2 separate regions of the Triticum aestivum genome follow, and region 2 is linked to region 1. The links are chromatin contacts, called in public Hi-C maps. All regions are on one chromosome and are shown on one strand. The core of a region is the stretch at or near the end of the contact, and the rest is flanking DNA. Distances in the headings are between cores, read along the strand shown.

Region 1 (4,165 bases), core at 890-3,389:
CTGAAGAACTGCACAGCAGTACATGCATGCATGCAACGCATGCCACTAGTACAAATTAAAGATGGATCTCCCCCCAAAGTACATGCATGCATGCATGATGCCTTTGGACAGGAGTGCTGCTACGTCCATGCATTGCCTTTGGCGTACATTTAGAAACGTCATGTCCCTTGGCCGAAGCCCTTGACGTTTCCACAAACGCAATCTGGCTCGGCGTTTCGAGCATGCCACCTCGGCGAGTGGGGCCAAGACAGCAACGCGGCGTGGCTCGGCGTTTCTGTCTGAAGTAGAAACGTCACGGGTTGTGGCGTTGCTAAAAGGGTTAGATTGTGAAATACTTTTATGTCGAGTTCAGTTTGTAGCAAAGATTGTTGTAGAGGTCAGAACAATGATTTTGCCCGTTAGTAGCCGGAGATCCTGGGTTCGATTCATTTGCCGTTGGTCACTAGCTTCATGGCCGGCTTAGGGAAAAAGTCCAAAACAAACCTTAAATTTGTAGGCAAAAGCTAAATCAAACCCCGAACTCTCAATCCCTGAAATCAGCACACCGAACTCTATAATCCCGGTCTATTTTAAACCTTGAGAGGACTCGGCTGGTATTTGCCGAATTGGGCCGGCCCAGTAGCACAGTCGCTCGTGCGCGCACACTAGTCTTTTTTTTTCTTTTACGCTTTTTCATTTTTACACATGTCTAATTTTTCTCAGTACCTGTGTGTGCAGGCAACAATCTGCTGCAGAGAGCGACTGATAGGGACATTTCCTATTCGATGCCTGTTGCCCTTGTTAACGTGTAAATGTCAAACCGGCGCGCACCCCCCACCAGTGCTGGGCCGATGCATGCTGTCTTTTTTCCCTGGTTAGGCCTTTTCTCTGGAAAAAAGGTGTGCCATAAGAGATTCGAAACCACGCGTGCTCGTCCTATGTAGGATCCACTAACCAGGTCTGCTCGCGTGCATGAAATGCTTACATTATTTATCTCTTTTTGTTTCAACACATTTCCTGGTACGCCGGATGTTTTATACCTTTTTTCTTTACTTATTTTTTTATCTATTTCATTTTTCAAATACGTGAAACTTTTCTCAGTTTTATGAATATTTTTCCAAAATCTATTAACTTTTTATTTCAAAATTGATGATATTTTCCTAATTTTGTGAATATTTTTTTTTCAAAATCTATTATTTTTTTTCAAATTCAAAGATTTCATTTAATTTTTTGAACTTTTTTCCAAATTGATTAAATTCCAGTCAATACCAATGAACTTTTTTCTAAATACGTGAACTCCTTTGACAATTTTGCTATTTTTTGCAAATATGTGAATATTTTTAATCTGTTTTCCTTTTTTAAAACCCATAAAATTGACTGACATCAGCCAGCTGAAAAATCAATAAAAAAACCTGAGACAAAAGACCTACATACACATAGGGGCGAGCGAGAAAGCAAATTAACGAAGGAGCAGTAACAGGCCGAGGCCTAAACCATTGCCCGTGTGCGCCAAGGAGGAGCTCCCATATGAATGTAGGCAGTTCGTCTTAGGGTTTTTTTCTCGATTTTAATGCTGCCAGTTGTCAGACAGTTTTATGGATTAAAAAGACGGATTGAAAAAATGTCAAAGATTTGAAATAGGTTAATGAATTTGCAAAAAAAAAATCATAAATTTGAAAAAAAACATCGATTTTGGGGAAAATCATCATTTTTTTAAAGTTGTTCAAATCTTAAAATAAAGTTCATCAAATTGAAAAAAAGATCATTGATTCTTAAAATAAGTGCACAAATTTTGGGAAAATATTTGTGAAAATTGAAAAAAGTTTCACGCATTGGAAAAACAAAAGAAAAAAGGAAGAAAAGAAGTAAAGAAAAAACAGTATAAGAAACACCCAACGAACCGGGAAATGAGCTGAAACCAAAAGAAATAAAAGGATGTAAGTATTTTCATGCAGGTGAGGAGGCGTAGTTGGTTAGTGGATCTTACATAGGACGAGCAGGTCGTTTGTTCGAATCTCCTATAACGACGCACCATTCCTGCAAAGAAAAAGCTTAACAAGGAAAAAAAGGCAACATGGGCCAGCCCACCGCTGGTGGGGGTCGCGCGCCGGTTTGCATTTTAAACGTTAACGGGCGCAAGAGGCGGCGAATAGGGAATGCCCATACATACGGGTGTCAGAGAAAGTGAATTAGCCAAGGAGCAATAATGGCCAAGGCCCAAAATCGTAGGCAGTGTGTGCGAGGGAGACTTCCTGGCACAATCGGCGCCGAACAGGAGCTCCCGTTTGTACATAGGCCGTTCTTCTCAAGTTTTTTTCCTCGATTTTTCTGCTGCCTACTATCACACAGTGTTATGGATTTTTTCTAAAAATAAAATAATAGACTAGAAAAAATGTTCTCAGATTTCAAAAGAGTTCAAAACTTTGAAAAAAATTTCTAAATTTTAAAATAGTTCATGAATTTTAAAAATTTGATCGATTTTGAAAAAATAATCAAATTTGGAAAAGTTCAGAAATTTAGAGAAAACTTCATCCAATTTGAAAAAAAGTTCATCGATTTTAAAAACAATCAATTTTTTTTAAAATAATCAATTTTGAAAATGTTCACGGATCGGAAAAAAGCCGTAAAAATTGAGAAAGGATTCACACATTCAAAAAAGAAAAGAAAAATTAGGAAACAAAGTAAACAAAAAACCATATAAAAACATCCAGCGGACTGGAAAATGAACTGAAACAAAAAGAGATAAAAGATATAAGTATTCCACATAGGTGAGTAAGCCTAGTTGGTTACGAGCAGGTCGCATGATTTAATCCCCCCTATTGCGCACCTTTTTTCAGAGAAAAGGCTTAACAGGAAAAATAAGGAAACATGGGCCGGGCCATCTCAGGTTTTTCAGAGATGGCCCATCGCTGGTAGGGGGTGTGCGCTGGGAATTTTAAAACGAAAATCCTCTCTGTCGCATTCTGTGGCAGATTATCATTACTTCGCACAAAGTGAGCGACCAACGATCTCCATGGGCTGGTCCAATTATCGATAAAGAACACGCTACAGTGCAGGTAGGTTTTGGAACGTTCTACGAGGTTTCGTTTGTATTTTTCTCGTTTTCGGAACCTTCAACTCCCTCCGTTCCTAAATTTAGTCTCGGTAGAGATTTCACTATGGACTACATACGAAGCAAAATAAGTGAATCTACATACTAAAATGCATCTATATACATCCGTATGTGGTTCATAGTGGAATCTCTACATCCGCATGTTCAAAAATTTCTTCTGTTTTTGAAAATTTGTTCGCGATTTATTTTCAGATGTTAAATGTTCTTCGCGATTTATTTTCGGAAGCCACGCACTGCGTTATACTTTGTTCAGTAGAACTCGATAGACAAGTTGCCACGTGAGTTTGCAGTCGCATGATCAAAGCCCGTCAACTTCCTTTTTCTCATTCATGTTCATCATTTTCCCTCCAAGCGTCCATGTGCCGGCCCAGTTTGCGCGCCCCCCTCTACGTCAGGTTCCTACATGACGCAGAATGCGTCCTATAGGAGGTCTCATTTTAATGAGAGCTCCTCGTTGGCGCCTTATGCGTTAGCAAACGAACCCAGCGCCCACACACTTGGTTATGCGGGCCGGCCCAAGAACAAGCCGAAGAGCTCGTTCAATGCGTGGCTTCCGATAAAAAAACAAACTGCCAGAAAATATATGTAGAAAGAGGGATTCGAGCCCATGTGCCATTGCAGACACACTTGGGGCTTCAACCACTGCACAAGGATAACATTGGTGTGTTATATACGAAAACAGTTTTATTTCGCCCCGAGTTTCTACCGCAGTACAAATTATTTGGAAAAAAGGAACGAAAAATTGAACAAGAATTCATGAATTTTAAAACAGATCATCGATTTGACAAAAGGTCATGGATTCCAAAGAAATGTTCACAAAAAAATTGAAAAAAGTTCATCTTTTTAAAAAAAATCCACATATTTGAAAAAAGTTCATAGAAATTTGAAAAAGGTTTAGCGATTTTGATAAAAAAAGTTCATAATTTCTAAAAGAGTTCATGGATTCTAAAAAAGTTAATCGGTTTTGATAAAAAAGTTCACCAGATGTTGGAAAAAGGTCACAAATTTAAAACAAGTTCATCAGTTTTGATAAGAAAAAGTTCACAAATTTGAAAATAGTTCATTGAGTTTTAC
Region 2 (4,165 bases), core at 683-3,182, 680 kb before region 1:
CTGAGCAGCCAACTCTTGCCGCTTTGCATGCATTGCTGGCAACATGGTGACTTGATTATAAAAATGACTTAAACTCAAGTTTCAGTTACATAATGAGAACAGAGTTATTTGTTCTGTAACTTGATCAAAAGAAGTCTGAATTATTTGTTCTGCAACTTCAGTTGTCACTGTTAATTGACTGGAAAATCCTTGCTTCCATGAGTGCACTGAAATCAGATTATTTACAGTTCTGCTGCCGAAGTCGGTGTGGAAATGCAGATGAAATGCTTGCTTGTTGTATGTGTGTGGAATTGCATTTATGTGTGTGTATGTGTGGCTTTGATGAATATTGTTGGACTAGCATGATTTTCTAGACATAGCCCTAAAATTTCTACACACTGATTTGACAAGCAATACTCCAACAGAGCAGCCAATGAACAAAATGTCATTTTTCTCAACAATTCTACTCCCTCATAAATCAATGTTGCCTAATTTTTTTAAGTCCTCTCCCTAAAAATCAACTAATTCTCACTCCATTACAGAGAACATTTACACTGAAAATAGAACATTTACACTGAAAATAGAACATTTACACTGAAAAATAGGGCCCCCAAGAAACTGTATTCAGTGATCTTGTACTCTGGAAATAGAACATTTACACTGAAGCTTCAAACAAAATTTCAGTGATGCAAAACTGAAGCTTCGAAACTGAATTTTCATACATCTGACAATGAATTTTCTACCTCACTTTTCTTGAGTTAGTTCAAAATTTACACATCAGTAGTGACTGTAGTGATTGACCAAATGTAACAATATTCAGAACTTGTGGAAGAATTTCAACCACAAGACTGATTCTCACCAATATCCAGGACTAGCCACTGCAATTATGTCTTCACCGAAATTCAGTTAAAATGACAGCAGTTTTCAGTTTCAGTTTTGACAACAGTATAACATCTTGTCAGTTTTGACAGTGTGTATAGTTGCTGTGGAGCAAACTACACACATTTATTTTCTACTCCAGCAGATGTTGTGGAACATTTATTCCCACCTCCACCACCATCTTGTCAGTTTTGACAGTGTGTGTATGGAGTACTTTTGACAGCAGTATAACCACTCATTCAAAATGAGGAACAACAAATTACTCTAGCAATAAGCATCAATCAAAAACCATCAATTTGCATTCAGAAAATACACTATCATCAAAGGTCAGCGCAGCACATTCAGGCTAATTTGAGAAAGAATTATCAGCACATTCAGGCACATGGCAGCGCAACACAGTACAACAGCAAAATAGGCTCGGGGGCAGGGGAACAACCTCAGGGTCAGGGTGCTGGGGTTGAGGAAGGCGAGCTCGAGCTGCTGTGTTGCCACCACCTCCCCCCGGCGTGGTGACCACGGAGGGGGCGTCCACGCCGTCGCCATGCATTCCTGCCTCGCACGAGTAGGAGGCCCGAGGACGTACTACTGCGTCCGTCATCTGTGGACCTGCGGCCTGCTCGACGGCGTCCGTGAGGGCCGCGGCCTCCGCGTGCTCGTGCAGAGAAAGGAAGCTGACCTTCTCGTTGAGGCCCAAATCCGGCTCGCCGCAGATGGAACGAGAGGAGATGGGCGCACGGCCGAGGCGGCGACCGGAGGCGGGGTCGACGAGGGGGACGTGCCGTCGCCGCACGCGAGCAGGAGACACGGCGGGAGGAGAAGAAATGATTTTTGGAGTGAAAGAGGGGAGATTCGGGAGGCAGGCAAGGGGGTCAGGGGAGCTACGCGAGGCAGGAGGGAGCGGCTGAGGAGTAAGCTGTGGCGGCGGAGGAGGACGTGCGGGAGAGCAGGGGTGCAGCGCAGCGGAGCTGGAGAGGGGAGCTCCGGCGTCCATGCGCCTGTGTCGGAGCGGCGGGTTGTATCGATTGGAGACGACGAGGACTGCGGGTTGTGTCGGGAGTTTGGGGAGGGTTTTTCTGCAAAAATGTCACGGAGACAACTTTTTCCAGACAGAGGGAGTATAAGAGAAAGTTCTGGCCTGCCTTTGCTACAAAAAGGATTGGGCTACCTTGCTACATCTTTATTACCATTACTATTATTTTCTCGTTATAAATTACCTTGCTATCAAAGTATCTGTTACCGACAATTTCAGTGCTTGCAGAAAATACCTTGGTGAAAACCGCTTGTCATTTCCTTCTGCTCCTCGTTGGGTTCGACACTCTTACTTATCAAAAGTACTAAGATTGATCCCCTATACTTGTGGGTCATAATTACATCATACTATTTGATGTTTATGGGTTTAAACCCTTCCAGAAATTGGTGCTGCATCACCTCGTCTATGAAGCACATCACGCGGGCTGCTCCTCGGACCCGCGCTGTGACGTGCCGGTCGTCAGGCATTATCCTTGTTCGAACATATGTATTATGTTGTGTGCTACCATACTTGTTTGTCCAAGCCGGTCATCTGATCTTGTCCGCAGGTAGACACTCTCTAGATTTGTAGATGTATCATGATAGGGCGGCCGACGTCAATTTCCTCTACAAGTCATAGGAGTTTCGAGGTGGAAGCTTACCCCTGCCATGATGGCGAGGTACATCGGGGGGGGGGGGGGGGGGGGGGTTGGGATATCCTCCGGCCGGTTTATCTCGGCCTCGAGGGGGCGGTCTTGAACCTAGTCGTGTTCTGACATAGGGGTACAGACAACCTCCTCATCGAACTCCGGAAGGAGGCTCTTCCGCGGATAGAACTGCTTATTTCCCTCGAACCGGCGCTTGAGCTTTTGCTCTGCATTGAGGACCTTGGTTCATTTATCCGTCATCATGTCCTGTTCGGCTTGAAGCTTTTGGGATTTTAGCTTCATGCTCTTGGCGGTGCTGACAAGCCGCCGATGAAAAGCCCGTAACTGAGGATCATCTAGTGGTTCCTCAGGTATATCAAACTCATCCAGTCCGAGGCTTAAATCTTCCTCGGACCCTAGGTAATAGTCGATATTGTCAGGGTCATCATCATCCACGTTGGGTGTAGTGCCGTTGATGGGACCGTTATTGGCGTTATAGCCCGTGTCTTAGTCATCGGCGCCGTCTGCTGTATCGCCATTATCGGTCCCATCGCTGTTATCAATAGCCTGAAGGCTAGCATCGCCATTGCATGCGCCTTTATTACTACGGCGGCGGCGGCACCGGCATCTGAGTGGCTCCTCCCCTTTTTCCTTGGGGGTGTCTACCATGTAGACATCGAAGGTAGAGGTAGCTGTCCAGTTTTCGGTGTAACTGGATGTTAGAGGTGACGTTGTATATCACATATCGTCGACATCCTCCTCTATGTCCATGTTCTCTTCAGATGCGTAGTCTAGCACATTGGTTAGATCCTCCATCGTGGTGGGTGGGACGAGAAATTCCATGCATTCGGATCTAAATCCTTTCTGGTGGTAGGCCGAGATTTGCCTATCCGAGATTCTGATATCCCAGATCTGGCCCAACATCTCGTCAAAGACGAGAAGGTTGGTTCCGCCCATCTTCCAACAACGGGTGATGCCGAGCTAGGCTTCAGTTGATGTGCCGCAAAAGGCTGCCTCAGAGTTTCTATAGGGCAGGCTCACCGCCTAGGCCGATGAGGGAGCGATCGGATCCGAAGTTAAGACTGGACCCGTAAGAGCAGTTGTACCAAGGGTCCGCTTCAAGATTGAATCTGGGCATGGGTGGCGGTGTCGACAGGCCAATCTGACATCAGGCCTAGGGCGGTAATCTTGCCCTGGAGATCCGTGGCATTTTCCAGGTCGGCGAGCCGAGTGGCTTGGCGTGGAGGGAAATCCCTGATCTAGCTTAAATGGCATGTCGTATGAGTGACTAGCGTGAAGCTGCCGAAGACAAAGAGCTAGACAGGGACAAAGGTATCCCCGTAGCCGGTGTTATCGATGATACACCATCGAGCACATGTGATCACCTGGTGGGACCTACATGGGCCACCAATGTCGGTGCTAAATACGGTAGATCTCGGGTATGGGGTCCCAAGCTTGATGTTCTGAGCTACATGGTAACAAGGAATGTAGGAACACGATGTTTTACCCAGGTTCGGGCCCTCTTGAGGACATAAAACCCTATGTCCTGCTTCTTATTATTGATAATGGTGGGGTACAGAGTACAGATTGATCTACCTCGAGATCGTATGAGTATTGTTCTAAGCTCTAAACCTCGCAAAGGTGAATTTGTG

The links. Hi-C and Micro-C count contacts between places; a contact is called where the count stands out from the background.
Region 2: a Hi-C map of leaf shows a contact between it and region 1, with 10 times the contacts expected there. The contact joins the promoter of LOC123097604 here to the enhancer-like site in region 1. A contact is called at or near these places in 4 of 5 Hi-C or Micro-C datasets (leaf and an unstated tissue).

What each region holds. Positions count from the first base shown.
Region 1 is chr4D:308,050,530-308,054,694 of IWGSC CS RefSeq v2.1, reverse strand. No RefSeq gene overlaps it. Among protein-coding and RNA genes, the nearest start is that of LOC123097602, 530 kb to the right of the region's middle. Within about 2 kb of position 2,139, at least 1 of the 8 cell types and tissues checked has an H3K27ac peak or open chromatin away from gene starts, as enhancers often do.
Region 2 is chr4D:308,729,189-308,733,353 of IWGSC CS RefSeq v2.1, reverse strand. LOC123097604 reads right to left here and starts at 1,932. Exons shown (of 3, transcript XM_044519386.1): 1 at 1,295-1,932. The coding sequence starts at 1,849.